Regions from separate parts of the Sus scrofa genome. Here all the other regions are linked to region 5. The links are chromatin contacts, called in public Hi-C and HiChIP or PLAC-seq maps. All regions are on one chromosome and are shown on one strand. The core of a region is the stretch at or near the end of the contact, and the rest is flanking DNA. Distances in the headings are between cores, read along the strand shown. Region 1 holds the start of RBMS1 (RNA-binding motif, single-stranded-interacting protein 1). Region 2 overlaps RBMS1 (RNA-binding motif, single-stranded-interacting protein 1). Region 3 overlaps RBMS1 (RNA-binding motif, single-stranded-interacting protein 1). Region 4 overlaps RBMS1 (RNA-binding motif, single-stranded-interacting protein 1). Region 5 has its middle 180 kb from the start of TANK. Region 6 has its middle 77 kb from the start of RBMS1.

Region 1 (4,352 bases), core at 1,570-4,069, 380 kb after region 5:
ATTGCTCAGATACCTGTTCTTAAATATCATACTGTTTAGTAATTTTTCCTGTTTTTCAATCTTATATGAATGGAATCATGTTTTATGTTGACTTACTTTTTGCAACATCAATTTTAAAATAATCCATGGTGATGCTTTTAACTGTAGTTTATTCATTTTCACTGCAGCAAAGTATTCCGTTGTAGGCATATACCACAGCCTTTTTATCCATTCTACAGTCAGTAGACATTTGAGTTATTTTCAGTATATTATGAACATCCTTGTACATTTCTCTGGTGCATAGATAGAAGGAATTCTTTGAGGTATACGCCTACAACTCGAATTACTGTGTCATTGCATACATGTGCAAATAAAATTGGGTAATGCCAAATTGTTTTCTAAAGTAGTGGATGTACAATTTACATTTCCTCCAGTAAACAGTGTTTTCGATATTTTTCCCTTTTCTTCATCTTCACCTACTCTGAATATTTTCAGAATTCTTAATTTTTGCCAGTCTGGAGAATGTAAAATGGTATCTTATTATTTTAATTTGTATATTCTTTATTACTATTGAATATGAGCATCTCTTCATATGTTATTGGGACAATTATGTTTCCTCCTCTAAAAAATATACACAGTAATTCTTTTACTCATATTTTAACAAGTTTTTCTTTTAAAAATTGACTTCAGGGAGTTCTTTATATATTCTGTATGTCAGTCTTTTGTATTTATATGGACTACAAATAACTATTTTGTGGCTTGCTTTTTCACTTCCTTTATCAATCAGTGTTCTGAATTTTAACATAGTCAAATTGATCAATCTTGCACTCTTGGTCACCTTATTAAAGAAATCTGTCCTTACCTCAAGGCTATAAAGATATTTCCTATATTGTCTCCTAACAGCTTTATCATCTTTTTTTTTTTTTTAATTTTACATCTAGGACTTTAATTCACTTGACGTTTTTTCTTCCCCTTTTGTGAGACAGGGGTCCAGTTTCATTTTTTCCATACGGATAGCCAATTGACCCAGAATCATTTATTGAAAAGCTCATTCTTTCTCCACTGCTCTGCAATACCAACACAGTCATAAATCAAGTGTCTACATAATTGTGGGTGTGCTTCTGGGCTTTGTAACACAGGCTGAATTTTCATCATCCAGAAATAAGTAGAACAGTCTAAGTTTGGTAATTTCTTTTATCAACTCGTGCCTAGAACTCCTGAAATTGTTCTTAACTAATTTCTCCTCCTTCAGTCCCTTCTCTAAACCATCACTCCTAGACCTCCTAGGTTCTTAGGTTAGTTCATATCAGTTCCCTTATCAAATACATTAAAGGGTCCCACATAGAAACAGTGTAAAGAACTATTTTTAGCTCCCCTAGCTAGACAATGAACCTTCTGAACCAACATCCAGATTGACATTGACCTCAGCAGGGCCCACCACACAGCAGAAGCTCAAGCAATACTTGTTTCTTTGTAGGATTTGACATAGGTTAACTCTTAATTATTTTTAAGAGAACATGATTTGCCTCCCGGCATATCCAAAAATTTGTTTTTTCACAATGTATAACCCAGAAATTTGTCTAAATCATATAAAGGTGATAAAGGTTTCATTTCACTATTGCATTGTTTTAAAGTACCTTATTAAGCCTTTTGAAATGTAATCAAATAAAAATGTCACTGTTTAACGAAATCATGCATTCCATTTCAGTTTGATTTACCTTTGTGCAACTATGAACACAGACTGTCAGAAAATCAAAATGACAAAACGAAGTGATCAAGGTCTATTTAATAACAAATTAATTTTTCATTACATTTTATTAGATGTGCAAGATCTCCAATTTGAAAGTGCTTTCTTACTTATCCTATTTGTACATTTTAGTATTATCTCTTGTTGCGCTGGAATATAAAAGTCTTCTACAGGCAGCTTAAGGGACCAATTAACTCCATTAAATTATATCCAGTTATGTAGTGAACTGAACCACTGCTGTCTGGGGCTGTCTGGAGCTGTGACAATTAGGAGATGGAGAGAGGCAGAAAGAGATTGATTTTAATATGTCACAGAAGCACACTGCAACAATATGCCAGCGTGACTTTCAAAATGGCCTTAAAATATTCCAAACTCAGGGAGTTTCCTTGCTCCTGAGTGGGAGTTGACAGACTGTCTGGCAGCGTTAGAAAGAGGCAGAGAAAAGCTGATGTCTATATTGTGTCCTCTGATAATAACGTTCTGCCTCTCTGCGGCATCTCCCCCTTAGAAGGATCCGTCTATTTGTTGTGAGGGTGGTGTGGGTGTGTGTGTGTGTGTGTGTGTGTGTGTGTGGTGCGCTTGCGCGCGCACCCGACCGCTTTGCCTCCTCTGGTGCAGAGGGCATGATTTCACCTCTCACATCTGGGAAAACCATACCGAAGGACACTAAACCTCCCAAGGTCATCTAGAAAATTAGTGTTGTGGCCTGAGGGGGGGTGGGAATGGAAGGGACAGAACCCAGGCATTCTGACTCCAGCTTTGTGGTTGGACACCAAATTATTTTCCTTCCCTTGTGAAAAAAAAAGGAAAAAAAAAATCATTGGGGGGGAGAGTAAGAGATTAATCAGATTTCCTTCTCGTTCCCCCTTACCTCCCCTCTCTCTCGAGATAAAAACTCATGAAAGCAAACGAGGTGTCCACTCTGCAGTTCTTAAGCTGTGTCCCCCCCAAATCCAACCCCACCCTTTACCCTCAACACAAAGCGATCCGGACTCCCAAGGTTTCCGCCCGTCCAACCCCGAGCCTGGGAGGTGAGGAGTGGTTAAAACTCAGCCCTCACCTCCAGCCGGTCCCGGCTCCACGGCGCCCAAGCCACGCCCCCACCGCCCTTCCCCCACGGCCTCGGCCCGCCAGCCCCTCTCCCCTCTCCCAATCGGGCGCACCCACCCCAGATGCCGCCTGGCACCGAGCGCAGCCGCCGCCGCCGCCGCCGCCGCAGCAGCACTTTCCACTGGTATTGATCACCTCCTGGCCCCGCTCAGCCTGCTTGCCGGAGCGGAGCGCTGCCAGAGCGCCAGTCCTTGGCAGCCCCGGAGCAGTTGGGCTCCGGGAGGCAACTCCTTGGGAGCGCCCTGTCCGGGGTGCCCTCTGCGCTCTGCAGTGTCTTTCTCTGTGCCTGGGAGAAGAAGGAGGAGGAGGAGAGGAAGGAGGAGGAGGAGGACGTCTGGTCCGGGCTGGGAGGTGGAGCAGCGGCAGCCGCCGCCGCCGCCGCCGCCGGAAAGGGAGAGGCAGGAGAGATCGAGACTTGGAAACCTCAAAGTGCCCGCGACCCTGCACGGCAGGCTCCCTTCCAGCTTCATGGGCAAAGTGTGGAAACAGCAGATGTACCCTCAGTACGCCACCTACTATTACCCCCAGTATCTTCAAGCGAAGGTAAGGGGGAGCGGGAGACAGGGGACCCGGGAGGAGGGGACGCCGGGGGCGCGCGCTGCTCGGGCCCGGAAGGGGCGCGCGGCTAGTCCCCGCCGCCCCCGGCGGAGTTGCTGGAAGGTTGCTAACTATAGCGCTGGCCTGGGCGAAGCCAGGCTGCGCGCCGGGCGGCGGCTGCCCGCGGAGCGGAGTGCGGGGATCGGGTTACAGAGAGCCGCGGGGGGAGAGACTAGACAGGAAAGAGCCGCCGGCCCCTTCCTGGCCTGGGAGGCGGGGAGGGTCGCGAGCCGAGCGGCGCCCCTCGTCGAGCGTCTGCTGCTGGGTCGCTGACGCCTGGGGCCCGTGCCCGGCCCCGCCGGCGGCGCGGATCTTCGACCACCTTCTCCTGGGCCTCGCGTGGCGAGCAGCAACTCTCGGTTTCCCTCCGAGTGGCGCGGAGCCTCCCGCCCCCGGGGACGCCCCTCAGCCTCCCGCGCGCGCGGTGACTGGGGCTGGAGGGGTTGGGGGTGGGGGGGACGGGACTTTTCCCTCCCCGCCTCCGGCCCTGCGCGCCCGCCCCTCGCGTTGATCTTTGTGCGGTGTGGCACTTCACCTGGTTACTGATTTCTACTTTTACGCTGGTGTTTTGGGTAGAAAAGTGGCCAAAGTTCACTCAGCGTTCATTGATGTCCCTTTAATCTTCCCTGTAGCTTTTGCAAAGGACGGACAATGGGCATATTTCGGTGCAGAGAAAGAAGTGACTTCGTATTTAGTTTAGAAAAATACTACCTTATATGTTTACCACCGATCGATTTCCAGTGGTGCTTTCTCAAAAGTGGCCTTGTCACACTCTTGGGTGACACAGCAGATGACATGTTGCATACAGATTGCGACTGGCTTTCTAGGGACCCTGGGTACGTTGTTAGTGGGCCTATGCTATTTTTACAATAAGAATTTGATTCCTCCTGAATTCATTTGAAAAAAAAAAAATGGGTCC
Region 2 (4,081 bases), core at 338-2,837, 450 kb after region 5:
TTAAAAAATATTTCTTAGGTAGGTATTACTGACTTTTTCTCTCCTAGGTATTGTACTTTATTTTAAAGAAAATACTGTATCAGTATAACTTGGCTATTGTTAAACCTTAATAGAATCATACTTTAGATGGAAAAGTTTTTACTGAATCACTTTTCTTTATGGATCACTCTTTTGTTGTCTAAACAATGAGTGCATAGTTTTCAGTCAAAACTATCAAATTGAAATAAAAAAATCTAACGCATTAAGCCATAATTAACACATAACCATACATAAAAATTACAGCCTTCTCAATTTGTCAAAATCAAAACCATTTCCTGCTTTACTTTGGTAGCAAAGAAGGAGCTAGGCTTTTTTGATTTCTTGACAAATCTCTTAAGTTGTCTTTGAAGACCTTTGTTTATAATGTCTCCATGCATTCTTGTCTTCTTGACATGCTCCCTTCCCTCCAGTGAGATACTAATTAAAGAGAGGCCACTGTGACCCTAGATTGTTTAAAAGTCACCAGGAATGGGGCAGCAGCACAAATCTGGGCAGGAAGTGCTCACTCCTAAAATATAACACAACCCTTAAGACCATCTTATCAAAAAATCTGTTGACTTCTAATAGCCCAAAAAAATGCTTCCTTTGATTTAAAACATACACACTTGAAAACCAAACTAGAATCTCTAATAAAACTTACTTAGTGGATACATCATATATACACTTTTTAGAATTTGCAACAAATAACATCTTATATAATGAATAATAGTTTATTTTAGAGACATTGAAATAAGCTTTGAGGACATTATTTTAAATTTAATGGTGGATAGTTTCATTTTTATGTGGTTTTTTGTGGGGAGAGGAGCCTATATCTTGTTCCTTTTCAAGAATTTGAGACAGCTCAGTATGTATATGAGAAGTTCGCTTGTCTCATATACAGAAAGTTGTAACACTTTAATTAGGATGATGAGAAAGATGAGTATAGTGCTGGCTGATCATGTAGGTACAATTAGGGCAATTTTGTTAATAATGAATTATTTGAAAGAAATGGAAATAATTTAGTAATTTGAATAAGCAGGTGGTATTGCCCGACATCAGATTATTTCCCTCTTGAAATGACTTGCTGTTGTTAAGTGCTTATGTTCAAGAAGCAGTTTCTTATACAACTGTGTTAGTATTTATTTAAGCAATATGCTTTTGATTCCAAGTAATAGAGACACACTACCGTTTGTGTTAATTAGTGGGGGTGGGATTGTTCTAAGACTATATAAAGGAATCAGAATCTCCATTATGAGACTAGACCTCAAGAGAACCCATTAAAGTTTCCTTACCAAGCTTCCAGATCTGCAGGACTGTAGTGGTCATGGCCTTGTGGAGGCCACCTGGGTGATTGTTTTCGGTTCAAGGCACAAATGAAAGAGCAGTAATTTTGAATTTTCCATCTTGAGCTTCCATCATTTCTGCTTCCCAGTTGTTCTTTGTTTAAATGGTTTCTGAGTCTTGCCACTTTACTTCTTGGTATCTCCTGGCAGCTCATTCCTCCACTCCCGAGTCTTAATGTTGAAAATCCTTGCCCCATGAGTCACTATTACAAGTGATGACTCCTTTGTCTCATTGTTTCTGCTTCCTCCCAACTTCAACTTAGTCATGGCCCCTCAGCTGCCTCATGGCCTCCCTCTCTGCACAGCACCCAATGGTTTGACGATAGAAGACTCCCTGTAGATTTTGGTTGAATGAATAGATGAGGAATATTGTTAAAGGAATTACTGTTGTCTTCCTTTTTAATCTTACCTTTTAAGGAGATAATAAGATATAAAAGAACTAAAAGGCAACTGAAAGAGAAAAGATATTTTGAGAAATTTAAGAGACCTGATCATCTCTTTTTGGGTCAAAAAGAATTCACTGTAGTAGTAGGAAGAAATTATTTGTTTACACAGGCATTGAAGAAGTGTATGTTTAAACTTGAGGCTATAGACTATTCCACTAAAAGATAGAAGTGCCTTTAAAATCTTCCACTTCATTCTGCCCATTTAAGCAGCTGTATGTACTATCATGAATGGAGATAATTTAACTTCCGATGCCAAGAAACGAAGCAGTCATTTTCTTGACCATATTCCACCCAAGAACTGATAATCGGTCTTTAATGTAGTCCCGAAGACTGCTTTTCTTTTGGCCTTCAGATTTTTTTTTTTTTTTTTTTTTTTTTTTTGTCTTTTTAGGGCCACACCCTAAGGCGTGTGGAAGTTCCCAGACTAGGAGTTGAATCAGAGCTTCAGCTGCTGGCCTACACCACAGCCACAGCAATGCCAGATCTGAGCCGCATCTGCTATCTACACCATAGCTCACAGCAACACCGGATCTTTAAGCCACTGAGCAAGGCCAGGGATCGAACCTGCACCCTCATGGATACTAGTCAGATTCATTTCTGCTGAGCCACAACAGGAACTCCTGGCCTTCAGATCTTTTTGTTTGTTTCATCCCCTTTGTTTGTTTTTAAATCCTCTACCTTCCAAAGCTTTTGGTTGCTCAGGGTATAAAAATAAACACCAGGACAGAGTTCTCAATTCTTTATTCCTTTGCTTGCTTTTGCTTTTGCTTTTTTTTTTTTTAATAAATCGAGGTTCTGAAGTTCATTTTGTAAAATCTTTCCTAGATTTTGCCATTTATATAATAGTTTATGAATAGCTGGTAGGCATAATTAGACCCAAATGTGTAATTAAGTTTTTTGTTTAAAAGTTTTCATCTGAAAATTGAGTTGAAGAAGAACCTGAAGAGCAGTTTAGGATGCAGTTGCTGTGCTTTTCCTTTTAGAGCATGAATATCCAAAGTTGCCAGTTAATGGGGCTTTTATTCCTCCTGCACTTTGGAAATGATCAACATTCCCAAAGGCATTTGAGAGTATTTTCCCTCATTAGAGAAAAAGTGCTTTTTCAGAGTCTGAGGACTTTCTGTGTGAAAACAAAACAAAACAAAATAGATAATGAAAGTGCTACATGAGTATGAGGAGAATTTTCTCCTTAATTGTATGAAAATGGTACTTTCTTTCTTGCACTCACACACCAATAAATTTAAAATAACTTTTGTTTGTAGAGTTATGACTGCGTGCAAGGCATTGAACTAGACCCCTAGCTCTACACAAGCTTACATATTGCACCAAAATGCACAAGTGGATGTGAACAAAGTACACCACAAGTGGCCATAATAGGGAGCATATAGATTTCACTGGTGACATCAGAGAGAGAGAGAGTACAGGGAATGCTGACCAGGGAAACAGAGGCCCAAGGCAGTTTGGACCACGGTTCTAGATCCCAAGAATGGCTCTAGATGTGGACTCCTTTGCTTGAGTGATTACTTAAGTGCTAATCATGGGTGAACTCATATACAGAAAAGAAACTAGAGCAAGGGGAAAATGAGTGCAAAGGAGAACAACCAAAAGAGTAGTAGACATCCCTGAAAGTGAGTTACAGAACTAAATCATGTTGGCTGGGGGCCAAGAGGCAGCTGCCAGTGAGTGGTAAGGACAGAAGCCAAATCACTGTGGTCTGTAACTAGAATGGAAAGAGAAGGTGTATAAACACCCATTGATGAGTGCTTTCAAGAGCTTGACAATGAACGAGAGATGGAATAAAATAACTTTAGAAGCAAAGAAGTACTTCCCTTCTTTAAGGATAGAGAAGACTCGAGCAAGTTGGCTTATAGGAAGAAAAAGTCATTGCATCTGCTGCTCTTATTTCTAAAGGAAAGTATATTAATGTATTTCTTTTATAGTAAAAAATCAAGTAGCTAAGAAGAAAGGAAGAGCAAGCCAGCATAGAGATTGGGTTGGGGAGATAGGTGTGGGGCCTGGGGGAGGAGGTAATAGGGAAATTCATTTAAAATCAAGGATTCAAATGGAAACCTAATATTTTGAAAAGGTCTAAGACTATCTCTACTACTAAGCAGAGAAGAATACCAAGAAAATGTATATATATTTGAAAAAGAACTGAGGAAAGTTCATATAAATAATGTCAAATAAGCTCTTCATTTGGCAATAAAGAGATTTATAGAGTTTCGGCAGGGGAAAAAAGTAAAGGTTTGGAATTAATTCTGTAGGAAATAAGGT
Region 3 (3,919 bases), core at 1,092-3,591, 470 kb after region 5:
AATATATAATCAGCTGTTAGAGCTGGTTTCAGATAATTTGCCTGAGGAAAACAGAATGTGAGGAATACTTAAAAATCACCTTTGGGAAGAAATACGAGTCAGAATCACACTTGTATTATAGGTATATTAGTAATGGCAAACCATCTTTGAGCATCTTACTGCTGCTGGTCACTGTTCCGCAGTGCTTTAGGTGGATTAACTCCTATGGGGTAGGTAGTAATAATATCTCCATTTTACAGTTAAAAAAACTGAGACATAGATTAAGTAACTCACCCAGTCTGTTTGACCCAAAGTAAAGAGCCAGGATTTGGACCTTGGCAGTCAAGCTCTTAAAACTACCACACCTCAACAGGCTGCTTATTCCATGCACATCTCAATGGAAGCTCATCCAGAGCTCCTCCATCAGCATAACTGCCTATCACCCTGCCAGTCCTAAAAGTCTTTTTTAAGGATTCCTCTCATCTTTGCGGGGAGGGGGAGAGGAGAGTTGGTGAGGAGGGAGTTGGAGGTTGAGAGGTTGGAGGTGAAGGAAGATGCTATGAATGTGGGTTCCTGATATTTGGAATCACCACTGATGCCAAAAGACCGTTCTGCAGAATGATTGTACAATTTCTTCTTAAAACTACATTGTATAAGGAAAGGAGCCAGCCAGTTGGAGTTAAAGCAGAGATGGGTGGCGCTTGGCCCCCTCCTACCCCATGTTATGAATCAAGGAGCAGTGATCTGTGGCATCATCTAGCATAAACAGGATTTTCCTGCATCACAGGCCTATGAGCATATTAGAAACACACCTGCCCAGCTCAGGTCAGAGTGAGATGCTTTAACTGGAGTGATAACCCAGGAGGCACTATCTAGACAAAGAGTGTTGGTTCAAGTCTCGGTGGAGAAACATGTATGTCCTGTTATTTTTTGACTGTAACTTTCCGATATAGGAGCTTCCGAAGCAAACCCGGTCTGACTATATGAAAACACCCCCACAACCAAAATAAAAACCAATTTATCAAGACTTTTATAGTTTTGAAAATACTTTAGTGTGTTTCAAAAGAAAAAGTGCTTTGTGCTGAAAAGCCTTTAAATAGAGACAGTATATATTTTCATCTTATTTTGAATTCTTTTATTAGCTGCTTTCCCCTCCAATTCCTTACGTCATTTGGGAATTGCTTTCTTGAAGTAATTGACATAAGTCATATACTTTGGTGTTTACAAATTGAGGCGTGTAGCAAGTCCTTTTTTGCCTGGTGGTTTTCAGTGGGGTCTTTAGGGTAGGGGTGTGAGTACCGGAATTTTCGTGTGTGTGTGTTTCATTTCTTTACAAATGATCTTACCACCCTATAGCTATGTTTGTTCAGTGTTGCTAACTTTTGATGAGTGAAGTACTTATCTCCTCAGTTTAAATACATTTACATAGTTTGCTGCTTTCTTGAAGATTAACTGGGTGTAGCTGCACGTGAAGAATTCAACAGTGATTCAGTGTTTGGCCTTGTTAGAGGATGACATACAAAGCTGTTGATTAATCCCCTCCAAGCAGTTTCTTTTCACAGCAATTTTTGTGTAGTAGATTGGGTTTTGTTAAAGTTTGAGGATTAAAGTTGTTCCGAGAAATGTTTCAAAGAACACTGTCTGAGCCCAGGCCCAATTTGTTGATTTTTTTTTTTTTTTTTCTTAAAGAAGGTAAACCTTTTCAAGCCACAGATCGGGAAATGAGCAGAACATTACATGGGTATACATACAAAGGTCTTGCCCTGTTTCTATAGTAGGTTCTGTCAATGTGTTTGTAATTCAGTAGGACTGAAATAGGTATCCACTGGCACTTGGAAAGTATGAAATTCACCAGCAGTGATCATCCAGTTTCTCTGCAACGCATCCCTTTTGGCATCTCCCTACATTTTCCATAGTTCATTTCATGTTTTGAACACATTTCCCGTTGTTCTTTCCTTCCTTACAGAGACTGCAGTCAGCTGGGCTCGCCATATATTGGTAATACTTTTCAAGCCCGTTCTAGGTGGTGGGAGGGGAGTCTGCCTTATCCAAATTTCTGAGAATACATTTCCAAAGCACTCTGCCCATAAATAAATTTTTTAAGATATGTGTGTATGTATATATATACATACACACATATATATATACACACACACACACATATATATGCTATCCCCTCCCAACCTCAGCTATATTTAATCTTCCCAGCATTCATATAAAGTAGAAAAGGGTCAGGTACTTTGAAGCGGTGAATTTAAATGGCCAGGTTGGTGAAAGCTAGGTCTCTGGAGTCAAGGGCTATGTCTGCTACCAGGAAAAAAAGAAGGAAGCCCGGTCAAGAGCAGCTGTAGTCCCACCACACTTCCCTTTACTTGGCCTCCCAAAGACATGTGGTTCACAGAACAGCCCAGATTTCAGCTTTGGGAAGTGTAGCTCTGTAATTTATTAGTGTTTTTTTGTTTGTTTCATAAAGGCCTTTGCCCTAGGGTTGTCACACAGCACACGGGACACCAAGTTAAATGAGAATTTCAGAAAAACAACAAATACTGTTCTAGTATAAGTATGTCCCAAATATCGTGTAGTACCCTGTGTTTTTATTTGCTAAATCCAGCACCTGTATCTCTGGGGAACCCAACTCACTTTTTCAAACAAGTTATACAAGACATCATAATTGTAAACCATATTATTCCCATATTTTCCTCTTAAAATCTTGCCTCCTAGCATATTCCTTGAGCCCTGGTAGTGCAGATTTCACATTTTAACTTCTTTAACCACCACTCAACCTAATTGAACAACCCTGGCTTAAGTCCTGACTCTGTCACTTGCTTGCTCTTTCACTTAACCTCCCAAAGCCTCGGGTTTCTGTTAAATAAAGATAATAGTGGCCACTCCACAGGGTTGTTGTTGTTAATCCTTCTAAGGTGTTATTATTATTAATGTCCCTACAGAGCAGGCAACAGCGGGTGGTCCTGGGAGGCTCTGTGTGATCCTGGGAGACCTTGACACAGCCTCTAAGAATGGACTTTGTTTAGAAGGTGGGGGCAGCCTCCAAAAGGGTAAGGATCTGGAGCTTGAAAATGAGGCTCTCAACCACATTAAAAAAATTTAAAAATCCAAAAGAAGTAGAAAAGAGCATCACATCATATTTTAAAACGGTTGTTCCTGTGTTTACTGTTGTTAGCAGAGTTTGCTTTCTCTTTGAGGAAAAGAAAGCCTTTCAACTCTCTATAATGATTGGAGTAGGGAAAAAAGAGCATTTATCACTCTTATTGATGAAAAAATCCTACCTTTTAATTTGTTTGAAAATGGACAGATTTGATTATTAGTATATGCATGATGATTTCCTGAATTCTTTCCTTTGTCTTGTTTGTACATTTGATTTTCGGAGATGCTGTCTTTGCCTTTCTCAGAAAAATAAACATTTTTTTCCCTTCTTGGACATCTGTAGGTGTTTGGTGGGTGTTTGTTTTTAAACTCGCATCTGTAGAGAATTCTTCACTTAATACATTCTAAAAGCTTGGTAAATTTTAAAAATAGGATAGGCATACCATGAGGAAAGAAGCAAGCTTTTCATGGAGTTAGGACAAGGTAAAAAAATTAAAGGGAGCAAACTAAATTCTGTAGTAAAATAATGAATCAATATAGCTGTTGTTATTTAACACTTATTAAATGGCAGCAGCCACAACAAAACCTGGTGTTAAACGTAGTAGTGCTCTAATAAATAGAAATGTATTTTGGCTCCACATTATTCATTTAAACATATGGACTTACAAAAAAAAATGTAATGCAAACTAGGGAAACTTGTATTTGTATTTGTTAATTGTGCCTACGAAGACAGCCTCAAAAATGCATTTAAAAAAAAAAAAAAAGACTGGAAGGAAATATGCCAAAATGTTAACAAGTGTTTTCGTCTCTTGGTGGGTGGAATCATGACTAACTT
Region 4 (4,238 bases), core at 951-3,450, 500 kb after region 5:
TTAGATTAGTGTTGAGCAACATTTTAAACGTCAAACCTTCTTGGATAAAAATAAAAATACTGCCCCGACTCCTACTCCTCTCCCATCTCTTGAAATTCTGTTAGACTTTCAGTGAAGAATGATTTGACTGCATGATCTCTGGTTTCTCTCTGAGCTCTGCAAATCAGATGAACACAGGTTTTCATCTCGTTTTGTAGATAGATGTAGCTTGAGCCTTCTTAAAGCTGAAAAGGGACCTTTCCAAAATTCATCCTCACGCACCAAGAGTACTTGAACATCCTGCCTTTTGCCCCAGCATCACCCAGAGGCTTGGTAGTACTGCAGCATCTGGCTCTCCCCAAACGGCTGAGTCAAAGTCTGCATTTTAACAGTGCTGATATTCCTCTGCACATCAGCGTTTGAGAAGTGCCACTGTTTTTATTACCCACAAGTGGCAGTATTAGTGGGTTCTGAGATCAATTTGGGTAGTTGGTTCCAGCATTTCTTAGTTAAGGAAATAGATGAGAAAAGATACTCTCAGAATACATTGCATACGATAAGGGAAAATAACTGCTTCACAAAATTTTTGTTTCCGCTTTATATGTCTGTGCCTATAATATATATACAGGGTTTCAGTCTCAGGCAAAAAGTTAAATTCTATGTGGCTCCCAGGCAAAAAAGAAAAAAGGAGGCTGCTGTGCTTTGCAGCCAAAGACCCTCTGTCTCAGAGACAGCCCTCTGCTTACTCCATTCTGTTTCCTCACAGACAGTTATGGAGAGATACATACACAGAGATGCATAATGAAGAGCTGTCCTACAGTAATTATCCGTATTGCATCAGACGAAAACTGCCGCATTTTACCATGAAAAGAAATACACTGGATCTTAGCCAAAAGGCCGAGAAGTGATCATGAAAAGAAGTAAATGTAATCATAAAATTTTTTGAGTTGTATTAATTCCGAAATTTTTCCTGTTGCCGATGTTTTACTTTGGCTGGAAACAAATCACAACCCTGTCAGATAAGATCTAATTTTTTGCATTATTATTGTATGGGAAGATTTCAAATACTCATTCAGTTTCCTGAAAGGACAGATAATGCATTTTTCTCCAGGGGCTAATTTGCAAAACCCATAATACTGCAGGCTGATTCACATGTCCCTTTGCATCTTGGAAAAAAAAAATTTAACTTGAATAAATTCATTTGGGGTTTTTTGGGGTAAGCTGGCTCATATAATTTTTCTAACTTTTATGTTTAGTTAATCACTTTACAATACTTTCAGGAAGTATTGTTTAGTGTGAAGAAAGTGTATTTTTAAATAGGTAATTTCCATCCTGAGGACTTTGCAATCTCAGCGATAATTCTTTAGTTACAAGAAATGCTAGAAGATACCAACTGTACTGTACATGGCCTTTTAGAAACAGCTGGAAGGAAGTTGTCCGCACTGGCGTCCTAGCTCCACTGGGGTGAGACAGGAAATTCAGGGCTTTGCGGAGGTGTTCTGAGCTGTCATGATAAAGATAACACTGCATTTCTCTTAGGAAGTTTCCTTTTTTCAATCTATTTTGAGTAAAAAGGAAGAGTTTGTTCTTTTCCCTTCACAGGGCTCTCTGTGCTCTGTGTTGAGGAACAACATGGGGTGTGAATTTGGAAATTACTCATTTGAGACCCAGAAGGGGGAGAAAAACACTCCACCTGCATTCAGAATCCAGGAGAGTAATTACTCTCATACCTGAAGTTGGACGGGAATTTTTGGTTGACCATGTTGCAATAACTAGTTGTTATGAACTTTCTTTAAAGGTGGTTTTGGAGCTATTGCATGGTGTATATGTATGAAATTATAGAATGTGAAATGCATCTTTCTATACTGATCACCCCACACCTTGAAACAAAAGGATGCCAGGCTATTAACCAACAGAAAGTCTCAATAGGTCAAAGTTATTAAGGTGATTTCAGCTATAAAATTTTCATCTGAAGACCACTCTGGAACCTTGAATACTGTCTTTAAAAGTTTTGTTTTGTTTTGTTTTGTTTAATTTCCTTCCGATAAGCTTTAGTTGTAATTTTAGGATAGCTTCTGAACTCATAGTACTTCCTCATAAGCATCTGTGATTAAACAGGGAATCTGTGCTTGGCCTGAGTGGTGTAGGCAGTCAGGAGCACAGTGCACACCCTTCCTGTCCGCCAGCTGTGTGCGTAGTGGCGTCAGGGAAGTCTTCCTTCTTGGGTCTGCCCTTCCAACCTCCTGCTCCATTTCTCTGGCTGTTGGTTGGTAGATAGTAGTATCTAGGGACCTGGCTGCATTCTGTCTTGATCGGCCTTAGCTGGAGACAGCAAGAAGCATTCCCCAGCCTTAGACTTTGGAAATGGAAGGGTGTTTAGAAATCACCCAATCTAACTCACTCACTTCCCAGGTAAGGAATTGTGCTGCCCAGAGATGCTGCTCCCGTTACTGGCCATGGCGAGATTGGAATCCAGATATTCAGATTTTTCCATTCAGTCATTTTTCTTTTCTATATGCCTTTTCATGGAGAGGAGGGGGAAAAAGTTCCTAAGATTTATGTCCCCCACACACTGTTTTCTTCATTTGTCACTTGATTTTTTTTCTTTCTCACTATGACTCAGACCATCATGTGTCACATCATATCCATATTCTGTATCAATTTCTGGGTGACCCTACTACATTTCTAGTGTTATCCCCCTGACCCTTCCCCTCCCCAAATATCAGCTTGTCCTAGCATACCCTTTGAGCCAACCAAGATTGGTCTTTTCCCCGGTTTTCATGCAGAATGATCCCCCCCCCCCCCCCCCCGTATCTTTGCTGGCTCTTCTCTTCCCCACACCCACCCCTTTCAGGACTGCCCTTCCTCTGTTTTTAATGGTTTGCCATTAATATTCAGCTCACTCAGCCATCTGCCCCCTCTGTGAAGTTCTGTCCCAGGCTCTTTCATCCCTGATCTTCCTTCCCTTCGTTGAACTCTTATTATTTTTAGAAACCATGCCCTACCACACCATGATATGTGATGCAATTAAGCGCAGCTAAGGCCAGGAGCCCACTGCTAAAAGCTTTTCCTTCCTAATAAATGTGCTTTCTGGTGAGGAAGTTTTGAACCCATTTATTGTCTTAAGCCCCTCACATTCTTGCCTTCCAGTTTTCTGGTGAATAACTTATATTTAATGCTTTCAGTCCATTATCTTCATGTTCTTTTTGTTTTTTAAAGATTTTTTTTTTTCTTTTAAGAGTAGTTTTAGGTTTACAACAAAACTGAGAGGGAAGAGTTCCCCTGTGGTGCAGTGGGTTAAGAATCTGACATCACTCTCGCAGCTCAGGTCACTGCTGTGGCTTGGGTTCGATCCCTGGCCTGGGAATGGGAAATACAGAAATTTCCCATATCCTCCTGCCCCCCCACATGCATTAGTTTCCTCCATTATCCACATCATTCACCAGAATGGTACATTTTAAAATTTCTGTGTAAGTCCTAAATTTGTTTGTTTGTTTTTTTATCTGAAGCCTAAGAAAATGATGCTTTATTAATGGACTCAGGTAAAGCGATTTCTATGTAGAGATCTCAACTTTACACACAAGGGTCAGCTTGAATAGGTATCTTAGAGAATATGAATTATGAAATCTTAAGAATTTTCATTTTTAAATTTTATTTGAATAGCTAAGCTAACAACATGGACCTCTCTGCTTTGACAGACATAATCCAGCAAAACATATTAGATAATCTGCTGCTCAATATCATAGTTTTAGAAGCTACCAAGTTTGTATTCAAACAAGAGACAGTGATGGTATGAAATCAGTTCATTAACTAACAAGCTCTGTGATTTTAAGCTTTGATATCCTGGCCTTTCGTGGGATTTAACTGATATTTGCCCATTTGTCCTCCTTCCCACATGATGGCTGAGTAAGAACCTGCATGTGTGAAGGGGCACTATTGTTCTTGGTTCACGTAGGTGCTGTCCTGTCGCCTCCTGGTCTACCCGGAACAACATCTGCTTCCTGGATGACTTCTCATCTCTCACTAATCACCTCCCACTTCTCAGCTGTACTTTCCCAGCTCCCTGTGCCAGGAGCTTTATCTTTCTCAGCCATTATTCTTAGCTCCCTTTGAGCCACTCAGATGTTGAAAAGGAAACAAACAGAAATGTCCTGACAGCAGTGAAGTGGGCCCATTTAGATGCTCCCCCCCACCATCCCATAATTCCCTTAAATTATTAAATTTCTTTTACATCTTGAAACTTTTCAGAGAGGAACCAG
Region 5 (4,099 bases), core at 909-3,408:
CTAATCCCTCGCTACCACTGATCTGTTTTCTGTCACTTTAATTTTGTTTTTTGAGAGTGTGATAAAAATGCAATCATACAGGATGAAAATTTTGAGATTGGCTTCTTTCATGCTGAAAATGAGGCCTTTGAGATTCATCCAAATTGTTGTGAGTATCAATAGTTTGTTCCTATGTACCACAGTTTATTTATCTATTCACTTATTGAAAGACATTTGAGTTTTTTTTAGTTTTCATAGTTATGAGTAGAATTGCTATAAACATGTTTGTACCAGTTATTGTGTGAATATATTTTTATTTCTCTAGGGTAAATATGTAAATATGGGGTTGCTGGGTCATACGGTAAATTGATGTTTAACTTCATAAGAAACTGCCAAAACTCTTTTCCAATTTTTGTATTATTTTCATATTTCTACCAGCAATATATGTGTGGTCTAGTTTCCTCATACCACTTGTCAGCACTTGGTATTGTCAATATTATTTTAGTCCTTGTAATAGGTTTATGGTGGTGTCTCATCATGTATTTAATTTGAATTTCCCTAGTGGCTAATAATGTAGAACACTTTTCATTTGCTTACTTGCCATCCACATTTCCTCTCTGGCTAAATATCTGTTCAAGTCTTTTGCCCATTAAAAAATTGGGTTGTTTTCTTACTTTTGAGTTCTGATAATCCTTTACATATTCTGGATACAAGTCTTTGTCAGATATGTGATTTGAGAATATTTCTCCCGTTTTCTCATTCTCTCAACAGTGTCTTTCATAGAGCAGAAGCTTTAAAACGTGAGGTCTCAGGATTGGTCTTGAATATTCCATGTGGATGCTGGTTGATTCTCAGTCTCCCAGCTTCCCTTCATCTCATCCCCATATGTTTGGTCTCCGCATTGAATTCCCAAGATTCTCTCATACCACTTGCCCAAAGAGTTAATTCGAGCTCTTTATTATGTAATATAAAGAAATACTTGAGTTGCTTTTAAAATCAATTCAACATTTGGTAAGTTCGTTATGCTCTTGTATCCATACACATTTCTGAGTCATTCTATCTGGCAGGTAGACACGTGGTCTTCTTCACCTTGCTCTCAGTCAAACCTAGTATATCAGAAGATGTGAGTACCATCACTGTAAGGGATTTTGGAACCCTGGTAGTAAACATGTGGTCTGTGGATCAGCAGTGTCAGCATTACCTGGGAGCCGGTAAGGAATTCAGACTCAGACCCTACCCTGAGCCTAAGAGTTAAAATCTGCATTTTAATGAGATCCCCAGGTGCACATTAACGTTTTCTAGCACAGCTGTATAGCTCATCTGGTTCTCACTCTTATTTTCCAAACAAAGAAACTGAGGTCCGAAGAGATCAAGGATGGACCCAAGGTCAGAGGCAGGTGGTGCTAGAAGCCAGGATGAGAACCTGGCCCTCTCAATTCAAGGCCAGTGTGCTCTGCATGGCACCACCTGCCTCCAGCATTTTGAATGACAACGACAGCCTAAGCTTCTCCCCCATCCTTGGCCATGCGTGGAGCATCAGCATTTGTCTTGATGTGGTCTTGTTCCAAAAGACTCCCTTCACTTCTTATTTCCAATATCCCTTAGGATTATCCAACTTTCAAATTGCAGGCTTTTGAATTTTCCTAATGAAATGAACTAAACACTCTTTGGGGGAATAAAATGATTTTTCCCCTTGCATTTGTTTACTTCTCTGTAAGCTCCTGAGATGGCTTACATGCTAGTTGTTAATCACACCATCTGTTCCAACAGCACTTCGAAATCATTTGATTCATACTTTTCTTTTTAAGGAATTTTTTTTTCTAGAACAATATGTTTATGTCTGTGTTACTCCCATCATTTGGCAATGCAGTATGAGCTATTTAAACTTTCCTATTTATTGTAAATGGCTTTTCAATCAGCAAATATTTTTTTAAATGTGCGTACACCACAAAAAACTGTGTCTACTGACTTTTCAAACATTGGAAACAGTAGAAAAATCTGTTTCAGTCTGTCTGTTGTCAAATTTTTAACCATCTGATTATATTTAAATGAAGCGTTTGGGAGGATGATTTATCTGAATGACCCTGAGAAATTTTCCCCATTGGCCCTGAAGATGGCAGTGCTGTGCAATTTAGCACAACCCTTCACTCCCCGCCTCCACCCCTCAAAAGGAATTTCTGGAATGGGCGAACTGGGGGAGGATTCGCTAAATCTGAACCTTCTAACACTTAGCATAAACCTCTTCTGAACCCTGGGATAATTTGGTTTATCTTTTGCTCCTTTTGTTTTTGTTTAAAGCTGTACCCCATGCATTTCCTGTTTCCAGCCAGGATCAGAAATGGAACTAGTTTAAAGGTTATTCCCATATCACGGGTAACCAGGAAGTGCCTATACAGTTTACTGAGAAGCTGGTTTTCACAAGGCCGCTTGGCTTTAAAAAAAAAATTTTTTTTTTTTTTTTTAAATCCCAACAAAGGCTCAACCCAAGATAAGCAGATAAGTGGGAACTAAGAATACCAGAGGTTTTGAATGCCTACTGGGACCACATCTCTGGGAGCTTGCCACTGCTGTTTTCCTCTTCTCAACAACGGAGGCCTGCTGTCACATTCTTTAAATTTCGTTAGCAGGATCTGGAACAGGGGTTTAGAGGGACACATGCTCAGGCCCCGGGCAGTATAAATTTCTGGCTCCTGTCATTGTTAAGGTATGGGCACAGAAAGAGAAGAGGATGAGAGTGTGTAGATATATCCTACTTACTTTTTGAGACTTTCAAAATTTGGTGACAATTCTACTCCCCAGAAAACATTTATTAAAGATGTAATTATGTGAAAGGCATTATGTTAAGTGCTGTTATAAAGAAGAGCCAGCAATATTTATGTGCCACAAGTCAGACCCTTGCCAAATGCTTTAGCAACTTTTCATTTAATCTTTACCAGAATGGTGTGAGGCAGACACTATACTCAATTTTTTTTTTTAACATGTGGAAGCTGAGAGACAGGGAGGTTAGTAAATGTGCTAGGTCATGCAACTTGAAAATAAAATTGCTGAGATTCAAAGTCAAGCCTCCTAAACTTAGAACCTGTACAATCAATTGTTGCCTTGTATTTTGATTTATAGATGATGACATAGCATAGACATCAAACTCTCAAGTTAGAATTAGACATATTTGATACCCATTTAAGGATGTCAGAGAAGGGGAGACTAGGTCTCAGGAGTATTTTCCTTCTGCTAAATGTGACACAGTTGTAAAAAAGCCAGACCTTCAGTGAACATGTATGCCATTTGGTTGGGGAATCAACATGTTCCCCAAGGTGGAACAGCACACCTAAATGACTCAAGATGTCTTTTCCCAGTGTGATCTATTCAGAAAATTTCTAGGGCAGAGACTTGCTAATAAAACTATGGAGGAGTTCCCTGGTGGCCTAGTGGTTAAGGACTTGGATTCCATCATAGGTCAGGGAACTTCTGTATGCCATGGGTGCTGCTGAAAAAAGAAAAAAATCAAACCAAGCCAAAACAAAAACAACTAGGGAGACCAAGTATACCCAGTTGGAACTGTAGTTTTAGACACCCCGGGATAAAACACACCATAATTTTCAAACCGTTTTTTTTTCCTCAGTGTTTTGTACCATTGCCCATGTCCAGAGGACATCTCAAGCTGGTTCTGTTTAACCCCCTCCCAGTTCAAATATAAGGACCTTCTCTTTCATGTTTGTCATTAAAATCTGGATGTATGGCATCCTATTTCCCTTCTCTATGCTTCTGAAGGTCTTACAACATTGCCTAGGACAGTCATTCTCAAAGTGTCAGCCTTGGACCTGCAGCATCAGCAACCCTTGAGAACATGTCAGAAAGGCAAATTCTAGGTCCTATCCCAGAAACAGTTTCATCAGAAACTCTGAGGGTGAAGCCTGAGCATTTGAGTTTTAACAAACCCTCTATGTGATTCTGATACACAATGAAGTTTAAAAACCAACAGGCTATGGAGACATCTACATGCAACTTGGAAAGGTGAGTTCAAGTGAGTCAATGGCCAGAGTGCTGAATGCTGTGGAGGAGAAGCCCTCACTAGTTGCCAGGGAAGGACAGGATAGTCCGTCCTTAGAAGGGACTATTGAAC
Region 6 (4,254 bases), core at 685-3,184, 300 kb after region 5:
ACTGGGGAGAGTCCAATGGCAGAGGAGCAGGGGCCAGCCCTCTAGATCTTTCCTAAGCCGAATCCCCTCATGGCATATTTCTCCTTAATATCCAAGTATGTGCCCTCCAGCTCACCTTCTATCCCTGGTCCAAAAAGTTCCTGATTCTCCTCTGGCCCTTTTTCCCACCTCATCCTCTCACTAAAGAGCCCCTGACTGCTGGCTGGTGATATAGTGAAGTTGGCTTTCCTTGCTTTTCTTGCTTTGGGGTTGAGTGCAACATTTGTTTTGACTAACCCACATCCACTCCATTTTGCATCCTTACTCTCAGTAAGTTTCACCATGAGTTCCTTTATGGGAATCACGTTCCCATGATACAGACTGGGGGATTGTAAGTCAAGGTGCCTGGCCCTCTCCTAGCCAAGGGAACCACATGAGGGTTGTACCTTCAATTCCTCTGGGTTATCTCACTCTTCAACCTTATCTTCAATCTGCAAGTGCCTTCTTAGCCTTTCAGTGAATTGCTTTATGCTTGCGTCTGCCAGATTTGCAACACACAGTCTCCAATACGCGCAGGATATCAGTGTTCTGATCATCATTTGTTTTTTTATACTTTCCAACACACTCCCTGATTGCTTGCCTGTCATTTGGCCCCAGTTTACTCCTCACAGGCTTTTGCCTGCTTGTCTGGAACCCCCAAATTGCTGCTGCTGGGAATACACTATGACCCCTGCCATTGCTCTCCTCAGAGAAGGTCTGCACTAAAATGAAAGCAAATGCCCATAAGATTGCTTCCTTAGCCCATCACATCTGCCCCTTCCAACCACATGTCCCAGTCCTCCAGGCCCATGTGTCTCAGAATATCCTGTGTGGCTGAATAGAATCCAGATCCCCAGGTTCCAAGCCCAGGAATTCTTTTTAATAGGTCTAGTGTGAAGCCTAGGAATCTGCATTTCTACAAATACCCACAGTGAATGTAAGACCCATGGTCTGGGAAATGTTGCTGAGTGGTAACTCCCATCATCCCACACGCCCAACAGCTTTGCCCTTCACAAGGTATCTAGCTGGTGCCCTGGCAGCCTTCTTCTGTCACAAAATCTCCAAGTTTTCAGTAAACATTTCTTTTACTTTCATGGATAATGAGATGGACACCAAGAGAACTGGTAACAGGAATAACAGGTAACAGTTCCCTCCCCATAGATCAACTGGCAAAATTTGAAGTTAGTTTTTGTCAAATTGAATCTTGATTTTTAAAAAAAAATGAGATATGAGGCAGAAGGAAATCTGCATATTGATAAAGTCACAGAGATGCTGGTCAGAAGATATACATCCTTATATCCATTCCCTTTGTGTCGTAGTTTGACTAGTCAAAGGATAAAACTCATGCGCACAATGACCTAATAGTCACGCCAAACTACCTGATCAAGGAGAACAGAAATGAAACTCAGAGCCTCAGATCCATAAGCACTCAGTGTACTAAAACTGCCACAGAAAAGGTTTTGTGTATCAGACCATAAGGAAGAGCCCCCCCATCAAAGGCAGGAGGAGGGACCATGGCAGCGCACAAAGGATTTTCTAGCCCTTGTTTCCGTCCTTCCATGAATGGAAAATACTGGAAATGTTGGCAGCAAGACAAAGCAAATGGTCTTTCAGACTTTCAAAAAGTATTGCATTACATGCAGTTCTTAATGATATCTAGTATTAATCTAAAACTAACACCCAAAGCCAACTCCATGGTGTGTTTTATGATTATTAAATGATATGATATTCTCAGTGTCTGGGAACTGACATTTTTGCTCGGAGGTGGCTGGGATTGCTAGCTAAGAGGCTTGTTTTTCTTTGTTTCAACATTTTCCTCTCTGACTTCCTATCACTCCCTTCTATTTGTAGTAGCTGCTCTAGTTTCTGCCCTTAGAAATCTGCTCTATTTATTAACTACTCCTCCGGTGAAGAAATTCCACTGAAATTCCTTCAGGGCCTGGCTGCCTTTCAGCTTCTCTTTGCACATTCCTGCCTCTATGTATGTCACCATCTTAAATAGCTGAGCCTTCTGTGCTTTAATAAGGTCTCTCTATAATCTTTTTTTTTTTAAGAACACAGACCTAGTTTTGCTAAGTTTCTGAATACCTCAGATTGTAAAGCCTCCATAATATTCTAATTAATTTCTGTTCTACCTCAACTGTGTCCTCACTGGTCGGCTAATAACATAAGGACCAGAACTGACCTCATTACAATAACTTCTTACATTTCTTCTTACACTTCGTAATCGAAATGATTCCTCCAGGCTGGTATTTGAATTACATCCCCCACCCTGCTCCCACCCTCCAACCCCCTAGAGGTGCTGTGTTAAAGATTTAGATGTGCATTCTTCATAGATTCCAATTTTCTGGGTTCCAAATTTGGGGTACTGAATTTTTTAAAAGGCAGGTTCTTTTTCTTTGCTAAGTTCATGACATATCCAAGCATTGCATTGTCTGCATAAAAGAAAACTAAGCATGGAAAAGTATGGTTGTGAATTACCACCTGCCAGAATTTACTACAAGAAAGGACAGGAGGGGGAAGAAAACTATAAACATCCCATTCTCTTATGACAGGGGCTTCCTTGAAAAGAAGCTTTCAGAAGCTCTTAGAAAGAACATCCTACCCTTAGGGTAAGCAGTCTGCTAATACTGCATTTGATTTTACCTAGATCTAGGCTTTTAAGGTGTGGTCCTGTGAGAAAATCCCAGCACTCTGTCCACAAATTCAGATTTGTGAAATAATTTCATAAATAGCTCTTCCCCTTCCCTACCCACACCTCATTCTCCTTCTTAAATTGCCTCCAGACCCTGATTGTTCCTCGTAGGAAAAAAAAAAAAACAGTATGGCAGCAGGGAATTTACTGGTTCTTCTTGCTGATTCCTGAGCGAGTGAAAGTACACTTTCCCACTGAATGAAGTGAGACATCCTCAATTTCCTACTTGAGTGGCCTTCTGACATCATCCACTGAGCTCAGGTGCACCTTCAAGGCAGCAGTGCCCTGTATCAACCACAAGGCACCATCTTAAATAGGAGTATTTTCAGTGTTTACTCAGGGTTCCAGATAGCCCTTCTTTGGCTCCTAATGCCAACTCCTTCAGTTTTCTCCTTCCTGGGGAAGATCTTCCTATACCAGTACTGAAAATTCTCACTACCTGTGATTTTTAATTTACACATAGTCATAAAGCCCTGTATGGCTTAGGCAGCACAGATTTTCTTGCTGAATTGTGTTCTCCAGTTTACATTCAGTGCAAGCCAAGGCTTAAATCATGTCACACAAATGAAAATGGAATGTTAGGGAGAGAATTATTTAGGCACCTCACTGGAAGCTAAGTTAAGTTTGAAGATCTCCCTATGACATTGGGCAGTGGCGGCCAGAGTTTTTGTCGCACAGCGTGATTCCCCATCTTCTTCCAAACACAGCTCCCTTTCCTTTGAGGAGCTCCTGTCCTCCAGAGGCAGAGCTTCACCACTTCCCCTGAAATATGGGCAGAAGGGTGCCATCAGTCCCCCAAACAAGGCCAATCATAATCTTTCCCTGAGAGTAATACTCAGCTGCTGGGTGAAAGAAGCCCTGTTGGTACAGACTTTGAATAAAGCGGGATGATTCAGCTCTGAGCTAGTGATGGCCATGTTCTCTGCCACATAGAGAGACCCAGCTGAAAATGAGGCTAAGAAGAGACAAGACTCAAAATATGCGTTCACAGTCTTTGTTCCTGGGGCTCTCCTGCCTAAAGTCTTCTGTGAGATACTGTGTCTTCTTGAGCTTCTTCTGTGAGCCTCCAGATCCTTCAGATCTGTGAGAACTAATATTTTAAGTTTAAGATCATTTGGTTTCAGAGTTCCCATTGTGGCTCAGTGGTTAACGAACCCGACTTGTATCCTTGAGGATGCGGATTCATCCCTGGCCTTGCTCAGTGGGTTAAGGATCCCGGCATTGCCACGAGCTGTAGTGTAGGTTTCAGACACAGCTTGGATCCTGCATTGCTGTGGCTGTGGTGTAGGCCAGTAGCTACAACTCTGATTTGACCCCTAGCCTGGGAACTTCCATATGTCACACCTGCAGCCCAACAACAAAATTCATGAAAAAAACAATCATTTGGTTTCAGCCACTTGCAACCAAAAATCTCTAATTAAAAATACTTCCCTCAGGGCTGTGGAAAGAGTCTCAAGTCTGCATTGTCCATGAGGCCATTCTAAAAAAGAATAAGAGAATGTAGCTCTTAATCTCATTAAGGCCAGCGTGGAATAGGTTGA

The links. A called contact is a pair of places that touch in the nucleus more often than the background predicts. HiChIP or PLAC-seq counts read pairs in DNA pulled down with a chosen protein or histone mark.
Region 1: a contact with region 5 is called in a Hi-C map of embryonic fibroblasts, with 3 times the contacts expected there. The contact joins the promoter of RBMS1 here to the enhancer-like site in region 5. A contact is called at or near these places in 5 of 5 promoter capture datasets (fetal liver, fetal skeletal muscle, liver and 1 more), 15 of 47 Hi-C or Micro-C datasets (alveolar macrophages, embryonic fibroblasts, fetal heart ventricle and 8 more) and 2 of 2 datasets of contacts at active chromatin or transcription factors (alveolar macrophages and skeletal muscle).
Region 2: an H3K27ac HiChIP or PLAC-seq map of alveolar macrophages shows a contact between it and region 5. The contact joins two enhancer-like sites. A contact is called at or near these places in 6 of 47 Hi-C or Micro-C datasets (embryonic fibroblasts, heart right ventricle, mesenteric adipose tissue and 2 more) and 2 of 2 datasets of contacts at active chromatin or transcription factors (alveolar macrophages and skeletal muscle).
Region 3: an H3K27ac HiChIP or PLAC-seq map of alveolar macrophages shows a contact between it and region 5. The contact joins two enhancer-like sites. A contact is called at or near these places in 3 of 47 Hi-C or Micro-C datasets (embryonic fibroblasts, omental adipose tissue and subcutaneous adipose tissue) and 2 of 2 datasets of contacts at active chromatin or transcription factors (alveolar macrophages and skeletal muscle).
Region 4: an H3K27ac HiChIP or PLAC-seq map of alveolar macrophages shows a contact between it and region 5. The contact joins two enhancer-like sites. A contact is called at or near these places in 3 of 47 Hi-C or Micro-C datasets (liver, omental adipose tissue and skeletal muscle) and 2 of 2 datasets of contacts at active chromatin or transcription factors (alveolar macrophages and skeletal muscle).
Region 6: a Hi-C map of embryonic fibroblasts shows a contact between it and region 5, with 2.5 times the contacts expected there. The contact joins two enhancer-like sites. A contact is called at or near these places in 3 of 47 Hi-C or Micro-C datasets (alveolar macrophages, embryonic fibroblasts and fibroblasts) and 2 of 2 datasets of contacts at active chromatin or transcription factors (alveolar macrophages and skeletal muscle).

What each region holds. Positions count from the first base shown.
Region 1 is chr15:67,407,894-67,412,245 of Sscrofa11.1, reverse strand. It overlaps RBMS1 (RNA-binding motif, single-stranded-interacting protein 1), which reads left to right and starts at 2,819. Exons shown (of 14, transcript XM_003133427.6): 1 at 2,819-3,379. The coding sequence starts at 3,305. LOC106506256 (a long non-coding RNA gene) reads right to left here and starts at 3,006. Exons shown (of 3, transcript XR_001301448.2): 1 at 2,894-3,006.
Region 2 is chr15:67,334,572-67,338,652 of Sscrofa11.1, reverse strand. The region is part of intron 1 of RBMS1 (RNA-binding motif, single-stranded-interacting protein 1); the gene reads left to right. Among named protein-coding and RNA genes, the nearest start is that of RBMS1, 73 kb to the left of the region's middle. Within about 2 kb of position 1,587, at least 11 of the 83 cell types and tissues checked have an H3K27ac peak or open chromatin away from gene starts, as enhancers often do. A contact at or near this core is called in alveolar macrophages and embryonic fibroblasts, where this site is marked.
Region 3 is chr15:67,314,468-67,318,386 of Sscrofa11.1, reverse strand. All of the region lies in intron 1 of RBMS1 (RNA-binding motif, single-stranded-interacting protein 1), which reads left to right. Among named protein-coding and RNA genes, the nearest start is that of RBMS1, 93 kb to the left of the region's middle. Within about 2 kb of position 2,341, at least 6 of the 83 cell types and tissues checked have an H3K27ac peak or open chromatin away from gene starts, as enhancers often do. A contact at or near this core is called in alveolar macrophages and omental adipose tissue, where this site is marked.
Region 4 is chr15:67,291,228-67,295,465 of Sscrofa11.1, reverse strand. All of the region lies in intron 1 of RBMS1 (RNA-binding motif, single-stranded-interacting protein 1), which reads left to right. Among named protein-coding and RNA genes, the nearest start is that of RBMS1, 120 kb to the left of the region's middle. Within about 2 kb of position 2,200, at least 9 of the 83 cell types and tissues checked have an H3K27ac peak or open chromatin away from gene starts, as enhancers often do. A contact at or near this core is called in alveolar macrophages and skeletal muscle, where this site is marked.
Region 5 is chr15:67,787,665-67,791,763 of Sscrofa11.1, reverse strand. No RefSeq gene overlaps it. Among named protein-coding and RNA genes, the nearest start is that of TANK, 180 kb to the left of the region's middle. Within about 2 kb of position 2,158, at least 48 of the 83 cell types and tissues checked have an H3K27ac peak or open chromatin away from gene starts, as enhancers often do. A contact at or near this core is called in alveolar macrophages, embryonic fibroblasts, fetal skeletal muscle and 6 more, where this site is marked.
Region 6 is chr15:67,484,506-67,488,759 of Sscrofa11.1, reverse strand. No RefSeq gene overlaps it. Among named protein-coding and RNA genes, the nearest start is that of RBMS1, 77 kb to the right of the region's middle. Within about 2 kb of position 1,934, at least 19 of the 83 cell types and tissues checked have an H3K27ac peak or open chromatin away from gene starts, as enhancers often do. A contact at or near this core is called in embryonic fibroblasts, where this site is marked.